Regions from separate parts of the Bicyclus anynana genome. Here region 1 is linked to region 2. The links are chromatin contacts, called in public Hi-C maps. All regions are on one chromosome and are shown on one strand. The core of a region is the stretch at or near the end of the contact, and the rest is flanking DNA. Distances in the headings are between cores, read along the strand shown.

Region 1 (3,862 bases), core at 529-3,028, 110 kb before region 2:
CATACACGCCATTTTAATTCAAACGGAAAAGTGCCAATAATTGCGTCGTCGAAAAAATAAAAGGTACAACAAGCGCTTACATTTTCGGGGTCCTTATTCAAGCACGCCTCGACCGAACTCTTTGAAAGGGTTTCGAATATCTGCCGGTCAGTTATAGGGGATTGTTCTTGGGTATGAGGAACAACACTCTCATGGGGTGCAGTTCCCAGAAGTGTGGCCACATTAAAACCAGTAGTTGGACTTCATACTAGAGGTCGAAACGCGAGCTATACCTACGCACCTCGAACGTGGGGTGATCGTAGGGTGAAGACAGTCGCGACTGTGCCGCGGTGACGAACGCACGGTGTATTGGATTTTTTAATTATGACGACTAGGAAAAAAAGCCTCGCAACTAGTGGGCTATTATTTTTATAAAGTTTGTATAAAAATAATAGCCCACAGAAGTGAGGATCTCCAATCGCCAGCTCGATAAGGTACAACAAGCACTTACATTTTCGGGGTCCTTATTCAAGCACGCCTCGACGAACTCTTTGAAGGGTTTCGAATAGCTGCCGGTCAGTTGTGGGGGGTTGTTCTTGGGTATGAGGAACAGCACTCTCATGGGGTGCAGCTCTGAGTTGGGGGGCTCTCCCTTCGCTAGTTCTATGGCAGTGATGCCCAGTGACCAGATGTCCGCTTTGCTGTCGTAGCACGACTGTTTTATGACCTCGGGCGCCATCCAAAACGGCGTACCGACGAATGTGTTCCTTTTGCTAGTTGTGTTTGTTAATTGGCCCGCGACACCTGAAAATATCAACATAAAATATTGTTAGATTAGAATCTGAATATGTTGAACTAAACCACTTTAATGTCAGCCACTGACGATCAAGTAATCTCACATGCCTGCAGCGCTAACGTCTTGACAGCCGATAAAACTGATCGTGTTGGTCGCGATGTGAATGACATCATACCGATCGCAACCAACACACGGTCAGTTTTATCGGACGTCAAGCCGTTAGCGCTGCAGGCTTGTGAGATTACTTGATAGTCAATGGTTGACATAATAGAAACTAAAAGGGTTATTAAATTTCATATTAATAATTGTTTCACACCAAAAGTAAGAAAGTGCAACACCACCAACTTTTCGTAGGGGTAGAAAATTCTTACAAAAAAATCTTTGGAAGAACGAAAAGCTCAATATTTCACATCACGAGCCAAGCTTCGAACCCAGAAGCTGCGAGTCCGAAATTACGTAGGCAAACTACTGGACCTGAATGAAATAATTACTTTGATTTGATATGTACCTCGTACTCGTACTTTAAAGATTTTTTCATGTTTTGATTTTCACGTCCAAAACATGAAACTGCTAAAAAAAAATCGGATGGACCGAAATAGAATTTACAAAAAAAAAAAAACCAAAAAAGCACACTTGCAAATTGCTCTCCCATTTTAGACAATAGTCGCCGCTCTATTATTTGGACGACTAAACTCCAAAACGGCGAACAAACAAAACGGCGGGACCAAAAAAAAATCCCCTCTTCCATAACAAACGATATAGCAGTTACAGTTTGAAATATTCTTAAAGGAACAAGAACACTTTGGCACTCGTCCTTCTCGTCTGTTCAGAGACCCGACGCCACTCTAGATGTCGACTCTAGCCCTCCCCCGCTCTCGACGTAATAAAATAAGTTTGTGGAAAATATACAGGCGGAGTTTTACATCGGCATCGTAAGTAAGCTCGACTGCATTTAGTGTTGACTCCGCGGGCACACATAGCATGCATATGCAACTGTTTCAAATATTGACTGTTGGCTTTAAGCCAGCCTCTACAGAGACGTAGGAGTAAATTAGAGCACCGTCTATACCAACGTATAAGACAGTGCATTCAATTGAGTTTATATAAAACTAGAAAACGCCCCGCGGTTTCACCTGCGTACCGATGGGAAAGCAGTGATAAAATATAGCCTGTGAAAATCACAAATGACGTGGCTTTTAGCAAAAAAATTAAAAAATCGGTTCAGTACATTCATAGATTACCCCCTACAACCTCACCAATGTTACCTCTTTACATTATTAGAGTTATACGAATATGAACGGACGTTACCTACAGTAGATTGTAGGTAGTAGGATTGCATTTATATTATGCGATTATAATCATGACATAACATAATGAGGTTAATAGAATTAATTTATTAAAAGCTTAATTTTTTATCTAAATGTGATAATAAATAACACAATGACTGATTATGAGAATGAATTTAAAACTAAGAAAACAATACCAAGTAAACTAAACACATCGACATACTCGCTGGCGATTAGCACTTATATCAGCTGTACCTACCAAAACTAAGTTTTACGAAAATCCCCCAAATCGTGATCGTCTTAGCCGACTAGTCCGACCAATTAGTCTTCATAGTCGACTAGTCGACCAAAGTCATATTCGGCACATCTCTAATAATCTCTAATAATATAATAAATCTGTAGAGAGGTCAATCCTGTACATGAAATATATTTCAAAAATAATGGGGTAATAAGGCGGTGATTAGTGATCGATACTGATGCCAAAAATGCAATCAATAAAATTTTTGTCTGTATGTTTGTTATAGAAACAAAAACTACTCGAAGGATTTTAACGAAACTTGGTTGGTACAATTATTCTTCATACTCCTGGGCAGGTTATAGTATACTTTTCATCACGCTACGGTCAATAGGAGCAGAACAGTGAAGGGAAATGTTGGGAAAAAGTAAGATGTTACTCCAATTTTACAGCGATACTACTGTAAAGGCTGGATTAAAGAGGTCTAAGGGCGGACAAAGTCGCGAACGCCCGCTAGTCTCTAATAATATTGTTTCCTATACGAGTACTAACCAGCAATCCTTTAGGTGGTTATTATAAAGCGTGTTCCACATTCGCGGCACGAACGCAACGTAGACTCCACACTCTCAAAATTTCAGAGTTTGGTTTGCACTCTCCAAAGAGCGAGTGTAAGCGCGTATAATAAGTTAGAATTACAAATCTACTAGAATATATGAATGGTTTCTGGTATTCTCTATTTCACATATCCGAAGAATAGTCAGCAATTATTTTCCTGGGAGTATCTTCTGAAGTTACTCGACTGATCAAATCGCAAGTTCAACAATACTCAAAGGTCATCTACTTAAAATACCACAAAAAGGTTTGAAAACAAAAACACAAAATGGGTTATACCTAGATTTATTAAGTACAGACAGATATAAACAAAGAATCCATTATGACTGTAGATAGATTATAATCCGTATGCTTATCGTAATGAAGATAAATTAACACAGATTGTTAAAACAACATCGACACAAACACGATGTCACTTCCTACTGTAAAAAAACACTTTGTAATATTGTTTTAACGCCGATCTTCGCTATGGGCTATGGCGTAACGTTTCATATATATTTATAAGCTGTAGGTATGTAACGTCACTCATCTCACATAGCCTTAAAACTACTTTGTACGAAAACTACTTGTAACTATTTCTGCGAAGAAAAATCTCAAAAAGAGAAAAATAGATAAATATTTAAGATAATATTTCATTTTACTGTACGTCTACACTAAATTGAAATATCTAAAGTCAGTTTAAATCATTGTTTAAAAAATTATCATGTTGACAAATTAGAATTTTTTAAACCGCACGCCAAAAATACAATACTAATTGCTCGACATTAATTTGTACGCATATTATACAGACGGCAAAGTTTGTGGGGGCAACTTCTGGATCTACTGGACCGATTTTGAAAATTCTTTTACCAACAGAAAGCCACGTTATTTGTAAGTGACATAGGCTATATTTCATCTACGTAATCCCACGGGCGTGGGAACTACGCGTATGAGAAATCGCGAAGCGTCAGTTAC
Region 2 (3,623 bases), core at 1,040-3,539:
CTTTCGGATTCTACACGGCATCGTACCGGAACGCTAAATCGCTTGGCGGTACGTCTTTGCCGGTAGGGTGGTAACTAGCCACGGCCGAAGCCTCCCACCAGCCAGACCTGGACAAATTAAGAAAATCTCAATCCGCCCAGCCGGGGATCGAACCCAGGACCTCCGTTTTGTAAATCCACCGCGAATACCACTGCGCCACAGAGGCCGTCAAAATAATAATAATAAAATAAAAAAGCCACATTAAATTAAACCAATTATTCTTTTATTACTGCGGTTAATGCAACGGTATTATTGAGTTTCGTACCATTGAAACTTTCAACTAAACAACAACTATCAGTTGGTATTGCGGTGTCGGCGTTGTCTCTTGCTTAACAGTTTACATCATGAGCGGTCGGCACCAATTTCTATATTGTTTTGCGTCAAGTCAAGGTTATTGCGATAATTAATTTTTCATCTCCGCTAAACGTTTGTTTGCAATATAAGGTATTCAAGAAAATTGGCCACTTTTCATACATTGCTGGGCACAAATTTTGATTAATGAACCTATTACTTATCCAATTTGATCAATTAAGTAAATTACAAAATCAGTGTAATTTAGTAAATAATAATATCACTTTTAGACTGGTTTAATTTGGGTTGAATTGAAAGTTGCATTATCAAGATATGGCCAGTATAGTATAATAAAATGCACCATTTCAACAAAAAACACATATCAAAAATTATTTTTTATATATACCTAACAACTGTAATTTCTAATTGAGTATTTTTGATGATTTTGATTTATAATTACTTATCCAATTTGATCAATTAAGTAATTAACAAAATCAGTGTAATTTAGTAAATAATAATATCAGTTTTAGACTAGTTTAATTTGGGTTGAATTGAAAATTGCATTATCAAGATATGGGCCAGTATAGTATAATAAAATGCACCATTTCAACAAAAAACACATATCAAAAATTATATTTTATATATACCTAACAACTGTAAATTCTGATTGAGTATTTTTGATGATTTTGATTTATAATCATTTTGATTTTTAATCATGTTATTTTCTGTAATGTGCTGGGTCGAAATGGTCGGTATCTTTTCTACCTTTATCATAGTGATGGTGTGTTTGTAGAGACGTAGTACGATAGTCGTGCACAGAATTGCTGGCAATCACCGGACCCTCTACGTCTACGCCGTAACAGTCCCCCACAATGCCGCAATTTATTATTTTTATCCTGCTTATGGCTGCAATGCTTCATAATAAAGTGGCGACTAGTTAAACGATCGGTAAGTAGGGCAACCGGTGGGAACGTTGGGGTAATAGACGATATTATGCAACACCTCGCCTTTAACATCTTTTATTTTTTATTTAATTTTCATTTCTTTATTACTAGCAGTTTTCCTTACTTCACCCAACCTCTGACCCTTCAAAATTTCAAGCAAACAATTATCGTTATTTCAGCTGATTTACACAAAACCTTTACAAATTACCTAAACTTCTCATAAATCATTCTATCTATTGGTGAAAATCAATATGGTTTAAAGATTTTGTTGTCTCCTGTCCAGCTGATTTCTTTAAGAAGGGCATCAATAAAATGCCATGTAAAAATAAAATGCAATGTTGGCAAAGATGCATCGATTGCATTACTTCATTTAATACAAAAAAATGCGGCAATTTCATAGGTAAAAACCTAATATATTTCCAAATCAGTGCATGATATGGAAACAAAAATTTTGATAAACAAAAGGTTACGTATTGAGCATATTTAGTTTAATACTGATTAGCTTAGTCTATTTAATTATAATATTATGCAAAAGGTAGATATTTCTTTCAATGCATTCTTCATTTCATCTCTGTTCAATACATGTAAATAACTATTATAATTGAATAGAACGAACGGTTATTCGAGGAACTCTAATGTAATGATGTAATATTTCCTGTACCTAACTTATTGATTAAATTAACAAATATACCAATTGTAAATTGTCGGAATTAATTAAATTACAAAATAAACTTATTACTTATTCCTTATCGCATAACACACTTCCGCTTGTTAAGGGTCGTACGTGAAACTCCCGTCCCAATTTACTCCTTGAGGCAAACGTTTCATAATTACATATATTATACATAATTGATGTAAACATTGACTCGGTTACATAAAGTTTTATTTACGCAGCCTACGGTGACTGTTTCAACAGATCGATCGCACCGAACTGTGTGTATAAAAACCTTTTACTCTATAGGTCATACGCAATCAAAGTTATAGTACAAATTAAACGTGATGTCGTGTCGGCTCGTTACAAACACAAAGCAGTACAGTACCATACCCCCACCAAGAAACCCCACCTTTCACCCACGGACCCAATAGTTCACGTGAATCACGAAGCGGAGAGGTCAAAGGTCGATTTTAATATACTCTGCCATAAATAGAGCCTACAAGATCCAAAGCAATACAATTCAAGCTGGCTGATGAATCAATATTTGGAGTGTAGTTTAAAATGTCACTTGAAAGGCGATACATATTAATTATTAAATTATTTTGAGTAAGTATGCGCATGTTACTTCAACTTTAAAGAAATCCGTAAAGTGATACGTCACTTTCAAATAGATATCAATTTCAATAAATTCATACAGATTGAAACGAAATTAATTTTTTATTAGGTCTCAGCGCGATTTTTGTTAAGTAGGTATACGATGATCCACTTATACATATCGGACTGATCGCATCTAACGGATTTTTAATTACACGGTACATAAAATCCGTTCGATGTGATCCGTTCAATGCGAATCAATGGACGCACTAGTATGACTCACTATAAACAAAGAATACTAAAATGCGATGCGTACGACGCCGATCTGTGGACGCCTACCATTAATCTACCATTTTGAAAAGCCTATCTACGAGGGTATTTGTAACCGACAACTCACCCTTGCACGTGAGTTTTCTAGCATCAGTAACAACATGAAGACGGTAAAGCGCTAGACCGAAAGACGAAATTAGTATCTAAATGCTACTGAAACCAAGTTACACTTAGTACATTTAGAAATTCTCACAATGGGTTATCAACGTCACAATAAAAGAATACTACATATACTTACATATCAGAGACTTCTCAGTAAAAAAAAATATTCGCTTTGAACATGGGGCCCAAGTGTCTACACACTTAACGTTATAACAGTGAACAACGCAGTCGCAAGGTGCCTGCCTCTATCAAAGAGACACGGTATTTCGAAATTCAGAAAAGTCAAACAAAACCAACTATGTCTGGCTCGGCAGGTGTTTACATTGTACGACAAACATTACAATGTTACCAAACTACTAACGTCGCTTTGGAAATTATCCAAGATGCCGGTTCAGACGACGGCTTTATATTGCATAAACTGTGGGCCACGATCCGGAAAGCTGTAAGCAAATACTATCTGCTATAAAGGCGACAGAATCTGCGTCAAGCGTCAAAAACGTATTGTATTCAACCGGCAATCTCTCGAAATATAGCTCCAAATTGTAGTGATTCCAGTTGAAGCAGCAACTAAATTGAGAATTTTATAGCCCGTGGCAGTTCCCTTTCTCGTGGGAATATGGGGATAAAACATAGCCATCACACATCGAAAATAACATAGCATTTTATTG

Evidence for each region. Hi-C and Micro-C count contacts between places; a contact is called where the count stands out from the background.
Region 1: a contact with region 2 is called in a Hi-C map of whole body, with 2.0 times the contacts expected there. The contact joins two enhancer-like sites. A contact is called at or near these places in 2 of 2 Hi-C or Micro-C datasets (whole body and whole larva).

What each region holds. Positions count from the first base shown.
Region 1 is chr3:14,817,862-14,821,723 of ilBicAnyn1.1, reverse strand. LOC112052560 (serine/threonine-protein kinase svkA) reads right to left here. Exons shown (of 13, transcript XM_052891184.1): 4 at 491-783. Among protein-coding and RNA genes, the nearest start is that of LOC112052565, 84 kb to the left of the region's middle. Within about 2 kb of position 1,778, at least 2 of the 8 cell types and tissues checked have open chromatin away from gene starts, as enhancers often do.
Region 2 is chr3:14,708,482-14,712,104 of ilBicAnyn1.1, reverse strand. No RefSeq gene overlaps it. Among protein-coding and RNA genes, the nearest start is that of LOC112052560, 14 kb to the left of the region's middle. Within about 2 kb of position 2,289, at least 6 of the 8 cell types and tissues checked have open chromatin away from gene starts, as enhancers often do.